Linked DNA regions of Mus musculus: region 2 is linked to region 1. Evidence: chromatin contacts called from public HiChIP or PLAC-seq data. All regions are on one chromosome and are shown on one strand. Each heading gives the region's core, a stretch centred on a gene start, on an enhancer-like site or on the middle of the called end of the contact. The rest is flanking DNA. Distances are from core to core; before and after follow the strand shown. Region 1 overlaps 2610307P16Rik (RIKEN cDNA 2610307P16 gene). Region 2 overlaps Cdkal1 (CDK5 regulatory subunit associated protein 1-like 1).

Region 1 (6,906 bases), core at 4,227-6,726:
TAGAAGTACTTATGACCATAAATGTAACTTCTCCAAAACATAGAGTTTGGTTTGGTTTGGTTTGATAAAGTTTCTGGTTCCTAGGAGATGTAGTGGGAGTCTGGGGCACTAGGGGGAAGAAATGTAATATTTACAGAGCATCTAGTATACCATTTCATTTTGGCTTCCTAGCCTCAGGCAGAATGGTACATAATAATGAGAAATTTGGGGTTCAGTTTCCAATGAAGATTTCACCCCAGTGGTGGCTTGAATAAAAATGGCCCCCAAAGACTCATGGGAAGTGTGTAACAGTGTTGGAGGTGTATCTTTGTGGGAGGAAGAGTGTCACTGGGGGTAGGCTTTGAGGTTTCAGATGCTTAAACCACGCCCACTGTCTCTCTTCCTGCTGTCTGTAGATCTGGATGTAGAAGGCTCAGCTACTTCTCCATAGTCAAGTCTGCCTGCATGTAGTCATGCTTCCCACCATGATGACAATGTTCTAAATCTCTGAACTGTAAGCCAGCCACCATTGAATGAGTTGTCGTCATGGTGCCACTTTATAGCAATAGAAACCCTGACTGGAGAAAGTAGCTTTCTTCCCTGCGACTCCACAGCTAAAGCTTTCCTTCTGTCACCTGGGAACCTAGCCCACCCCCCCTTTTCTTAACCTGGTAGTGGGATTGGTGTTTTGGTACACTGCCCGGTTTTGAAAGACTCATACCACAGTGACTTACAGAAAACATGTTGACTGCTATGTGCACCTTAGCCTGGCTGCTCTTGGCTGTTTTGTTTATAGAAGCTTCAAGCAGGATTCTAGCAGGTGACAATCATGGTCATAACGATCCCCTGATCTGCTGTAGGAATCAAATGAAGAAACGTGTAAATGCAGTGCTGTGGTGTCTGGTCCATGCAGATGATTAATCAGCAGTTGTTGTTTTACTTAAACTGGGGTCTTTCATGCACTTCCTTTTCCAACATGAAATTATTAAGTAAATGATCATTTTGTAAGATAATTTGCAACCGGGAACTGTGAATTGGCCATTTTTTATTCTTCATGTTCTGAACAGGTATTCAGACTTCAAGGTAAGCTCAGCTGCCTTGCCTTGTATGTGGTGTTCTGGGCCATCCCTCACCTGACTCTAGGGTGGGGCAGATCATGTTCCCTCAGGAACATGAAAGCCTCAGGTGCCAGGCTCCATACAGAAGTGTATGCCATGTTGTAAAGGGCATCACGTTTATATCTTAGCAAGCTGGTTCACATAAGCAGTGTGACTGTTGGGTAGACAGAAACCTCTGAGGAGACCTTGTGTATCATTCACATATGTCCTTCTCTCTGTTTTTTGTTTGTTTGTTTGTTTTTGTTTTTTTTGTTTGTTTGTTTTGTTTTTTTGTTTTTTGTTTGGTTTTTTCGAGACAGGGTTTCTCTGTATAGCCCTGGCTGTTCTGGAACTCACTTTGTAGACCAGGCTGGTCTCGAACTCGGAAATCCGCCTGCCTCTGCCTCCTGAAGTGCTGGGATTAAAGGTGTGTGCCACCACGCCTGGCCTCTCTGTTTTCTTTTGGAAAATCATGACTTGGAAATGCTTGCCTTGTTAATGCAGAAAGCATTTCTAACCCCTTGCTCTTAGGAGTGGAGCTGTCATTGAGGTCCCAAGATGGAAGCTTTCATTCTGATGTTATGCAGGAACCATCTTTTCTAAGAAGGTCCTAGAAAGGGCATCACTGCACCCTGAGCCCCTCAATTGTGTCGTCGTCGTCGTCGTCGTCCTCCTCCTCCTCCTCCTCCTCCTCCTCCTCCTCTTTCTCTGGGTTTTGACCCATGAAAACTCCCAGGCGACAGAGAAATGAACGGACTGATTCTATGAAAGGCATTTCAGGGTCATCCCGAAGAGTCTGCATTTGAGGCACTTAAACGCTAAAATATTTGCTGACAGGTATTATTCTACTTCCAATGAACTGTCTTTCTGATCACATGGTACTACTGTGTTTTGCATCCAGAAACATATCTTTTCCCCTTTAGTGCAAAGGAATTGGCACCAGTATTAGTCACTGATAGGCTGGCTGAGATGTTTCTACCTGTCACTAGTGATGACTGATGGAGATTCTTTAGGTAGAAGATACCGCCAGGTCCTTGGGATTCTGTCTTATCTGGAGTTTTGCTCCTTAGTTTCCAATTCCAATTATGAGTAACTCCCTGTCTTGCTAGTAGTAGCCATAATCACATTACAGCAGACTTAAAACTTGTCATTTCTCAGCTCAATTTTTTTTAAATAGGGTAAACATTTTTATTGAATGTAAGATTGCTTTCCTTTATTAGGTTTTAAATGCTTTAACAAGGTTGCTTTTGTGCAGTAAGTACTGGACAGTCATGGAAGGCAGAGCCTGGCAAAATACTCTACTCATCTCACACTCTAGAAAGAAAAAGGGGAGGAGGAAGCTGGGACCCCATAATTCCCTTTGGGTGCATGTTTGCTAGTGACATATGGGACAACTCATAGGGCTCCTTTTCCCAAGGGCCCAGAGAACCTTCTAGTGGTGGCATTCTAGAGAGTAAGTGCCTAACACTTGGGCTAAACCTTAGCAATAACCATTGTTGGAAAATTCAAATGTGTGGCAGCTAAGTAATTCTAAGGCCATCCAAAGACCCAGAGATACTGTTAGAGTTGTTTGTTTGCTTGTTTGGGGTTGAGATACATAGCTTCCTCCCCGTTTCTATTTATTCTCTCTCTCTCTCTCTTGCTGACTGTGCATCCCAAGAACTTGATATACTCCTCCTGCCTCTTCCTTTCCAGTGTTGGGATTACAGGCATGCACCCCCGTGCCTGGCTATCAGCTTTAGATTCTAGTTCATTTGTGAGCAAACACTTCATATTAAGTTCACAAATGTGATTTCCTGGCTGTAAATAATTCTGTATACACTAGTGATGGGAATCAGTAAGCAGGTCCAGGATAGTGACCTTGGAGGGACTGGGAAGAACTCAGGTAGCTGGCCATCCAAGACTGTTACTGTAAATCTACTTCCTGTTTCCCACACCTTGACTAACTTCTGCCATCAAAAGGAAAGTAGAGGTTAATTAGCCTCTGTACTGGAATGGTCCATTTTACGGATTCATTGGCTCAGCTCTTGAAGCCTCGGCCTAGACCTCAGAGTAGAAGGCTGGAGTCTGAATAGGTCTTCTATTTAAATTCTTGTTTGTCCTACCCTCCTTTTGTGCTTCATTGGTCCTAGGAATGAAGAAGGGAGATAAGAGGTTGAAAATCAGATTCTTCATTTAGAGCGCAGCAGTACTTTGGAATTCTGAGTTGTCATTATTGGGTCTTAACTTCTTTTAGCTTGAGAAAAGACAGTGTTTCTGAGTGTTATACACGGTGGGGGTGGGGGTGCAGTGGGACCTGAGTTGTATGTAGCAAGGGTATGCATCATCTATTTGAGACTATATTTTTTGAGAAATACCATTTTTGATGCCAACAATTGTGATTGATATATTAGGCCAAATCATAAAAGACTGCCTATCTTTTGGTGTTTCATGCCTTTTGAAACAGTTCAGCCTTTTTTGTTTGACTTAAATGGAAGTCAGTGAGTTAGGCTATATGAGATCTCTATTTCTCTATTTGGAAATACAGGGTGACCTAGGGTTGGTTATGTGCCAACTCATGTAGTGTGTGTGTGTGTGTGTGGTGAGGGGGGGAAGAGAGGGGAGGGGGAGGGAGAGGCGGGGAGTAGGTGATTATATTCATGTGCCTGGGGTCAAAGGTCAAAGTAATGTTTTTGTTAGTTGCTTCCCACCTTTTCTTTTTTGAGACAGGATTTTTCTTGGGAGCCCAAACTCACCAGTTGAGCCAGGCTAGCTGGCTAGGGAGCCCTGGGGCCCTCCCACCTTCCTTTCCCCAGCTCTTGGATTTCTGGAGCACACAGCTGTGCCTGTCTTTCATGTGGGTGTTGGAGATCAGACTGAGGACATCATATTTGCCCTTGCTCAGTAAGGACTTTATGGACGGAGCCATCTCCTCGAGCCTGATTTTTTTTTTTAATTTATATTTCAATCATTAACAGAACTATGACATAATCATTTTCATTCTTTGGTTACTGTTGAGTCATTTATGAAAGATCTGAGACTTTTTAAAAGAAAGATTGATTTTCTTGCACAGTCACTGTGTATAAACTTCTATGCTTATACCAGACCCTTTCACACCAAGGGTTTGTTGCTTATTGATTCGCGCATATTAAAACCAGGATATGAAAGAGTCAGTTTACCAGTATGAACTAGAAAACCCTAAAGAACTTTAAAAAGAAAGAAGGAATGAAAAAGCCATCTGGGGCCTGAGCAGCAATTTGGGGTTTACTGATGCTCTGGTTGGCAGGCTGTCTGGGCAGCTGGATCTAGGTTGCACCCTGAGTATTTTCTCTTTCCATTTGGACAGGCATGGAGGTGTTGAGTCCGTAATCTGGACCTTGTGAGAGCCAAGTCCGTGTTATGGAGTAGTTCTGTTTTGCACACGGTTGTCCTAATTTCCCCTCTTCTTTACTTGCCCACTAGAAGGGAAAAAAGTAATCAGAGGTGTTGCTGGGTGGAGCCCTCCTTTGATTGCAATGCCCCAGGGGTTTCTAAGTTAACAAATTAAAGCTTTAGGGCTGACTGAGCCGCTTGCTTGGTCTTGGTGGGCGCAGCAGCTTTTCCGTGCCTTCTCATGTTCCTGCCCTCCCTTCCCACTCCAGAAAAGAAACTGAACTCAGAGGCTTTGCCTGAGGAAAGGCTGGCTTGAGGAGCCGAGGGACTGATGACCACAGCTGCAGAGAGGGAAGGCCAGCATATTCTTGGAAGGTGTGGGATGAGAAACGCACTCCCTTCCCTTCCCTGCTTTTGCAGTCATGCCTGGTGTGCCTCAGAGCTAGGATACACGGGCGGGGGAGGGTGGAGCGTGGGGAGGGCTAAGATTAGGGAGAGAGGAGGTGAAACTCTCCTGGGAGTTGGAGACCAGAAATAAACATCCAAAGGAGCTGGGACAAACCCTCTGGCTGCCCTCCTGAGGTTCAGGGGTGGATCAGGAGGGTCCGAGCCAGGGAGGCAGTAGCCTGAGTCTTGGAGGAGGAAGATCTCGCTGGCTGCCTCCTCCTCCTCTCTGCTGGGGTCCCTGAAGCCAGTGCAGGAAGTGGGCGGGATTCTGCTAGAGTTTATTGAAAAAACAGCTGCCTGGCTCCATTTCCCTCCCCCACAACGGCCCATCCTCGCTGTGGCTCAGGATAGAACTATGCTGTAAACTTTGGCATGAATCAAGCATGCTGATACTCTCTCAAACAGCAACTTTTTCTTTCTCTCCCCCCTCCCGCTTTTTTTTTTTTGGCACAGAGTCATTCGTTTGAGGCTGGGGGAGAGGAACAGAAAGACTAAATAAAATGTGGTACAGTGGTTCTAGAAATGATTTGATCTGGTCCAGTAAAGGTCCAGAGTTCACCGACTGGACCTGAAGGACCCAAGTGAGAATAAGGTCAGGAGCCAGTTTTTGAAAGTGGTGAGCAGACGTCAGGACTTGAAGGCCTGCTTGCTCTTTTTCTGTTACTGTCATAACGTCTTGGACAGAATCTACCCTAGGAAAACACTGTCAGTGCCTGTAAGTTTGTGACTTCGTTTTTTTGACCAAGAATTGCTTAGGAGGTTGAAGGGGACAGGAAATAGCTAGGAGCCAGGGTACCACTGGGCAGAAGTATATATGTGTGTGTGTGTGTGTGTGTGTGTGTGTGTGTGTGTGTGTGTATGTGCGTGTGTTGATTAGGACCCGCAGATGGCAAGCAGCAGCTGTTTTATGGTGTGAATTGTTTGCTCAGAAGATTTTCAGAAGCTAATTCTCCGTGGAGGTTGGTTTGCCAAGTGACTTGTTTCCTTTTTTCTTGTTTCCCGACCTATTTTCCTCTTTGTGTGTGTGTGTGTGTGTGTGTGTGTACCCTAGCTGACCTTGAGGCTCTAAGAGTTGCTTAAAACCTGAGACTGTTAAGTTCTGAGAGGGTTGCTTGCACCAGGAGGCTCCTGGCTCAGGTTTACTTCAGACCTGAAGGTGAGGGCGGATGCAAAGGAGAAGGCTGCAGAGGGAAGGGCTTCCCCTGTCTTGTCTGAGATCCGAAAGGCTGTGCCTGGCCCCCCTCTGCTCTGGCTTTACTGTGAACTCTTGCTCTTGCGTTGACCCTTTCCCTTGGCCTTCTATTAAACCTGACCTGTGTCTCTTCCTCCACTTAACGTGAGAGAATATTTTTTTTTTCAGGGACATTTATGAGTAGTGAGTTAAGATGTCTCTAAAATTCACTAGTGGTAGAGGCCTTAGGGCATGGTTAACCAGTTCTGTTATCCCCCTTCAATATTTTCTTTCTGTTAATACCCCATGTGTGGCTTGTATTTGCTTGAACAACTCGAGAAAGCATCCTCAGCTGTATTGTAGGAAGCAAAGTAACTCTCACGCTCTTGCATGAAAGCATGACACAGAGTCTGGGGCCCTGGGATGGTAGAACTTAAAAGGCCAATTAATAACATTTATTTGTTTTTGTTTTTGGAGAACCCAGGGCCTTGTGTATGCTAAACACAGGCTCTTCCAACTCTGGTCTACATTACTTATTAGTAATAGAGGTTACTTATTATTGTTATTGTTTTGTGTGTGTGGTATATGGTGTGTATGCATGTGTATGGGGTCATGTGTATGCGAGTGTACATACAGGCCAGAGACTGGTTATTATTGGTGTCTTCTTTAATTATTATTACTTTTTAGATTTAATATTCATTTTTATTTATTTTATATTATGTATAGATGTGTATGCATGAGCATGAGTTTGTATTCTTAAGTGCAGTGCTCACAGAGGCCAGAGATGTCAGATTCCCTGGAGTGGTCGTTAGGCACTTATGAACTACCAGACATAGGTGCTGGGAACAAAACTCAGTCTCT
Region 2 (6,386 bases), core at 888-3,387, 880 kb before region 1:
GGTAATAAACTTGGTTTAGTGCCTTGTATAAGGCACAACCTCTGGTAAGACATGGATGTAATTATATCCTGGTAAGGCCCCTTTTACTCTTTTATGGGAAAGGGAATTAGTAGAGCCAAATACAGATTAGAGGTCAGCAAATTGTAGCCCATGGGCAGATCCAGTCTGGCTTCTTTTGCCATAGGTTTTACATGCCTCTTGGCTGTGCTCACACAGTTTTGAATTGTCATCGGCTACATCTGCTTTTCAATAGAATTCAGTACTTGCACAAAGTCTCTTGCCCTTAAAATCTGATATTCTAATACTTTACAGTAATGTATATTAGATCCCATTCAGAGCAGTGCTCTAAAATTATACTGTATTACATTTTATAGTGTAGATCTAGTCTGTGACAAGTTGTTCCAATGAAGTTAGGGTAGCAAAAATTTGAACAATAGGAATATATCTGTTCATGAATTTATACAGGCTTATTTCCACTGAGTTATTTCTTTTCTTCAAGAAGCAGATTTGGAAGGGAAGTTGTACACATAAGCACGTTGAAATGTCACTGAGCATCTTAGGCTCCCATCCCGGCCCACTCTTGGTAATCATAACAGGCTACACTGTAAGTCTAGCCCTGAGGATGTTTCCCACATAGCTGCTCCAGAATCAGCAACACCAGGCCACATGGCAAACAGTACCTTGTTCTCTGACCCAGAAGGTTTAAACTCTTTATAGTCGCCTGGTAGTTTAAGCACACACTTCTCAGCCGGCCAACCATTTAGTCTTCCCTGTAGCCTGACTGAATAACTCCGCTACCACACCTACATCTGCCCCTTCTCTTTGTGTTTCTCTCTTTTGTTCCTCCCCCTGAGACTATACACTGATGGTTAGCTGTTGTCCAGGAGGATGTCTTTCCACATCCTCTCCATCTCTGTGCGCACTTGTGAAAACCGACATTCTTACTTGAGGCCTGTGACAGTGCTGCCTCCTTCTGGGATGCTGCCCTGCCTCTAACTGTGCTGGATCTGACCTGCTTTGATTATCCTGCAGCCCCTGTCCCATGCTCCTGGGTAAGTCACCTGTGCACTTGTCAGAGTCCTCTCTTCTGACCCCATTTACAAATGATGCAATGTTTTATGGGAAGTGAAGTGGTGACTGTAAACATTGAGCCTATCTGTGAGTCGGAGCTCAGGTAAAGTGGGCTGACCTCCCAGGGCCTGTTCCTCCTCGCTGCTTACTGTCCTTCTGTCCCTCTGCAAGCACACTGTGCTTTGTCTAGAACTCGTGAGGCTTAGAGTCTGGAAAGCTTCCTGAGCCTTTGTCAGAAGGAACTTCCACACTTTCCTGACAATCTCGTGTGCTTAGCAGTGAATTGGTTTAACAATTCTAAAGGTTCCACAGTTTTTCCATTTCTTACTTTTGTTACATTTATTTTTTTAAATTTATTATTTAATATATTTTGATTATATCTTTTGGCTCCCCGAAGTCCTCCCAGGTCCTTCTTTTTTCCCAACATTTCTATCTAACGTCCTGTTCTTTCCCTCCTTCTCAATAAACAGACAAAGCATTACAAGAAAACAAAACCAAACTAAACCAAAAAGAAGACCCCCAAACAACAACCCCTGCATACAATCACATGGAGTGTATTTATGTTGGTCAGCTACAGCTGAGCATGAGGCCTGCCCTCGAGTGAGGTTACCATTCACAGTAGCGCCCATTGGAGTAAACTGATTTTCCTGGTCAGAACCAAGACTTTATGCCCAGGTACCTTTGTCAGTGCTGAGATTTTGTTGCTTTGAACCTGTATAAGTCATGTGCCTCCTATCAATCTCTGGGAGTTTATATGTACATCAGTCCTGGTTCTCTGTTTCTTTAGAATTCTTTACCATTTCTGGCTCTTGCAAATTTTCTCCCTCCTCTTCAGCCCATGTCTGTGAGCTCTGAGGGGAGGGGTTTGATAGGGACATCCCATCTATAGCTGAGTGCTCCAAGATCTCTTCTCTGTGTATACGTTGTCAAGATGTGTGTCAATCACCATCTCCTGCAAAAAAAAAAAAAAAAGCCTCCTTGAGGAGAGTCTTGGCATTAGTCATTTATTGATGTGTAACAATGTTACTCAAATGTGGCTGTGTCTATGAGTCAGGTATCTGGGTGTTGTACTCTTCAGCCAGCCTGCAGTAAGATGTTTGCAGTAGCTGCCATGCATTTAAGTCTCTTGTAACCAGGAGGAGACTTTCCCAAGTTTTGTGTGTTTTGGAACATGCAGTTCTTTATAGGCTGCTGTGTCAAGGTCCCTAGTCTCTTATTGGAGCTCCACTGGAGGTTACCCGGAGTTCTGTGCAGTGCGGTGCCTACCCTGTGACTGCTTGCTCCTTCAAAGCCATTAATGGAGTGCTTCCTTGGTGGGCAGAAGTTATGGAATCATGCAAAGGACCTCTTCCCACTTTGAAGCACTGTAGTGTCTGAAGCGGTTTTCTGATCCTGCCCAGACTGTAGAGAACAGTTCACATATGGTAGACTTTCTAGCAGGCAGGAAATGGGGGGCTGTTACACTCTTTCCTGAGAGGCCGATACACATAGATTGTCTAGAAGCAATGCCATGGCCCAGTAAATCCTGTTGAATAAATACTCAGTGAAGTGGTGTATTTGCGGTAATAAAAAAGTAAGACATTTTAACTCTTCTACCTGCAGCTTGTGGTTAACTGCTAAATCTGGCTGAATATTTACTTAGATTTCTGCTGCCTTCACACCCCTGCATGCTCCCCAGTTTTCTTCTGATGAGGCTAAAGAGAGCAATTTCTCAATTTTGAGCTCTTGGTGGTATTTGGGACTGTTGTTGGGTTTTCATTATTAATCCTTTCTCTTATGTGTAGCTCTTCTCCTGAGTCTTCTTTTCCACGGTGTCTTTCTATCCCTTTCTTGTGGAATCTTTACTCTTCAAACTTTATAGTCTAGTCACCTTTTTATTCCTCACACACAGGTTAAATGTTCAATAAAGTCTATATGGAATTACTGATTTCAGTGGGCAGGATGGATTTATTTGTACATGATTATAACAGGTTTTTAAACTGAGCCCCTCCGAAGCTTGGGCGCTTATTAAGGGGTGTAAGTGGGTTACTGGTTGGTAAAAGATAGTTACTGGCCTAAGCAGATGCATGCAGAGGGAGAGGGAGTGTTCAGTTGCTTTTATAGGGTTTTGCTGCTCTCTGTCCCTGTCTCTTTGTCTCTCTCTGTATTTCTCTCTGTCTCTGTCTCTCTCTTTATCTCTCTCTGTATTTCTCTCTGTCTCTCTCTTTGTCTCTGCCACCCCCAACCCCCAGCCCTTAGTAATGACACCATGTATCCTTGTGGCTTTCTACCTACTGCCCTGAACATAAGAAACATGTCCTTGTTCCTCTGATAGCTCTGGGCCTGGATGTGTATCACTCAGTGACAGTCTGCATTTACTTTAACACTGTTGCTGTGGCTGGAGAGATGGCTCAGTTGTTTGGAGGGAGCACTTGTTGCTTTCACAGAGGACCTAGGATCAATTCTCAGCATCTTCATATATAGTTCATGTATATTCACATATAGTTCACAGCCATCTTAATTCCAGTTCTTGGGGATCCAATACTCTCTTCTGACCTCCATTGGTATGCACATAGTTAACATATACATATATTCAGGCAAAACATCCATGCATATAAATCTAGAAAGAATCTACAAATGTTGCTGATGATAATAGTACAATAATGGATCACAAATGGCTCCTGTTTGTTGCTATAGGTACTAGCTGGTTATTAGTTGTGACTCAGTGAGACCCTGTTAAATACACTTGGTCAGGCTCCGTCCCAGGCCTCAGCCTTGTGCTCTTACTTTCATGGCAGCTTCCTTGGGTTTGGTTTCCCATTTTGTTTATTGACTTTTGCGGGGTGGGGTGGGGAGGTGAGTTCTTTTGGAACATTTTGTCTTTCCTAACAGCTGGGACCTGAATTGTGTCTGAAAGGGTTCTTGCTCTGGGTCATGATTTCACAACCTTTCAAACAGAATCAGTGTGGAGGTACCGGTGGCAGCCTGTCTGTAGCCTTCTCTCCTTCAGGAGGGAGGCTGGGCTAGGTAGATCTCTTCTTCACACCTGTGGACTCAGCCTACATAGCTAACGGCAGGGAGGGGTGACTACACTGACCTCATGTTCACAGGGACAGAGGCTTCATCACTGAAGCCAGTGTGACAGACATCTTGGGATTTTGTTCTTCAGAGGGAGCAGATCTTAATGGGACTCCGACTTACTAAGTGGTCTTTAGTTTTCCTTCTGAGTTGTCTTGTGAATGTTGCTGCTTTCAGGTGTTTTGAAACTCTGTGGATGTTATAAATGGCATTGTGTGTCTTAGAGGTCAGCTTGGAGTCATGGCTCGTCACGAGCCTCCTCACCGTTTTATTTTTAACCAGCACATGAGTGTCTGACTTTCACGTGCTCTTTCTTGCTTGTGGGCCGCTGCCAGGCCCAGTGTCTTGTTTGGAAGAGATAAATGTCTGGAGGATTTTGTTTTGCTGTGAGATGCATGAGTCACACTTAGCATGAACTCTGTGCTTCCTGCAGACCTCTAATTATTTTGGGTAGTCTACCTACACCTCAACCCCGGGCAGCTGATGTGCTGAAAGTTTGCATCATGTGCCAGTTTGTGAAAGTTCTCATTAGTCACCTGCTCTTTTATGTCCTCCAAAGATAATATGTTTATTTCCTTATTGTGCCAAGTACCAATCCCAGTCAGTATATTCATATACTCATCACCAAACTAGAAAGAAAATGAAGTTTTCTTGTGTTTCGTTTAAAGCTGGCCCTAACCTTACAGTGCTGCCTCAGCCTCTCAGTGCTGGGCTGCCATGTTCTTCCATGCTTGCCTTTTTGCAGAAGGTTTTAACAAGTAGCCCTTTGTAATCTTTGTTGACTATTTTCCTAACAGTAATGAGCATTACCAGAAATGTAGGCTTCACTTGTGTGTTTAACCCTCCAAGACACATAGACTTTTAGGATAGTGGTTTACAGTTAAAAAGAAAAGCAAAATAATACTGGGATCAGCAAGACAACTGAAATAGTTTCTATTATGTTCCCATTAAAGAGCTTGTTAAGCATTATCAAACTTATCTTTATTTCCAATAGGTTATGACATGTAGCGTGTGTAATGGTTGCAGCCATGTGTAGTGGAGCCAGACTGTCTGGTTCACCTACTTAACCAGCTGTGCAATGTTTGCGATATTTGTCAGATTATTTATGTTTCTATGTCTGTTTCATCTTTGGAGAGAATGCCAGTGGCAGCACTTCGCGGGGTGCTTTTAAGGTTTTGGGTAGTGAGTCTTTAGAGTCTGGAACAGTGAGTGCTGTCCGTGCTTCATGTATCATTCTCCATCTGTGATTGGACAGCTTTACACACTTTCAGGTTTGTGTATGTTTATTTATGTGGTGTGTGTGTGTGTGTGTGTGTGTGTGAAGTACACTTACACCAGTATTTATGGAGTCCAGAAGAGAGTATCAGATTCCCTGAATCTGAAATTTCAGGTGATTGTGAACTGCTCAACATTGATGCTGGGAACCAAGTTCAGATCCTGTGGAGGAGCAGTCAGAGCTCTTGATTTGTGAGCTATGTCCCCAGTCCCTACATATGAACACACTCACACATATATGTATCTATATACACATATGTATATGTAAATTGTATATAACTTATAAATATATATTTAAACAAAAATCATCTCTCTTTATGAGATTTCAAGGTAATTGATAGACTTTAATTTTCAAACACTAAATATTCCATGTAGAAGTCAGCTTTCTGTAACACCAAAGAAGTGAGAAATTAAAATGGAGCAGTCATTATCAAGGCCTTTTATGGCATATATTAGTATATGAAACATTAAAAGCTTGTCAGGGTTACATGGAAGATTCAATAATACAGTTCTGGTGGCTGAAGGTGTATTCAGTTAGCTGGTAGAATTCTGGCCTAGCATGCCTGAGGTCCTGGGCTCTACTCGATTTCTGTGACGGCATATGCTTATAATCCCAGCTGTGTGATGGTAGAGACAGGAGATAGCTTAGAGTCTTGGAGGAGGAAAGAGTAATGGTGAGTTGTCCTTGGTTAACCAGATGAGATCCAGAATCTCAGAGAGACAGTTTTGAGTTCAAGAGAGGGGGAAAGACCTACTGTGAATTTGGAGGCATTATCCCATGGGCTGGGGTTGTGGGCTGCATATATAGGAGAGAATGGTTGGGCCCCAGAATTCCCTCTCTGCTTCCTGACTGTGCATGTGATATTTCCGTCCACTTCATTCTCCTGCCCTCACATCTAGAACTTCTTTGATGATGGATTGTGCTCTCAAACCTTGACTCCTTTTCCTTATTTAAAAATATTTGTTTAAAAAAAAAGTTAGCC

What was found. HiChIP or PLAC-seq counts read pairs in DNA pulled down with a chosen protein or histone mark.
Region 2: a contact with region 1 is called in a FOXA1 HiChIP or PLAC-seq map of pancreatic cancer cells. The contact joins two enhancer-like sites.

What each region holds. Positions count from the first base shown.
Region 1 is chr13:28,756,206-28,763,111 of GRCm38.p6, reverse strand. All of the region lies in intron 3 of 2610307P16Rik (RIKEN cDNA 2610307P16 gene), which reads left to right. Among named protein-coding and RNA genes, the nearest start is that of Mir6368, 49 kb to the right of the region's middle. Within about 2 kb of position 5,476, at least 286 of the 459 cell types and tissues checked have an H3K27ac peak or open chromatin away from gene starts, as enhancers often do. A contact at or near this core is called in pancreatic cancer cells, where this site is marked.
Region 2 is chr13:29,636,107-29,642,492 of GRCm38.p6, reverse strand. The region is part of intron 8 of Cdkal1 (CDK5 regulatory subunit associated protein 1-like 1); the gene reads left to right. Among named protein-coding and RNA genes, the nearest start is that of Cdkal1, 220 kb to the left of the region's middle. Within about 2 kb of position 2,137, at least 26 of the 459 cell types and tissues checked have an H3K27ac peak or open chromatin away from gene starts, as enhancers often do. A contact at or near this core is called in pancreatic cancer cells, where this site is marked.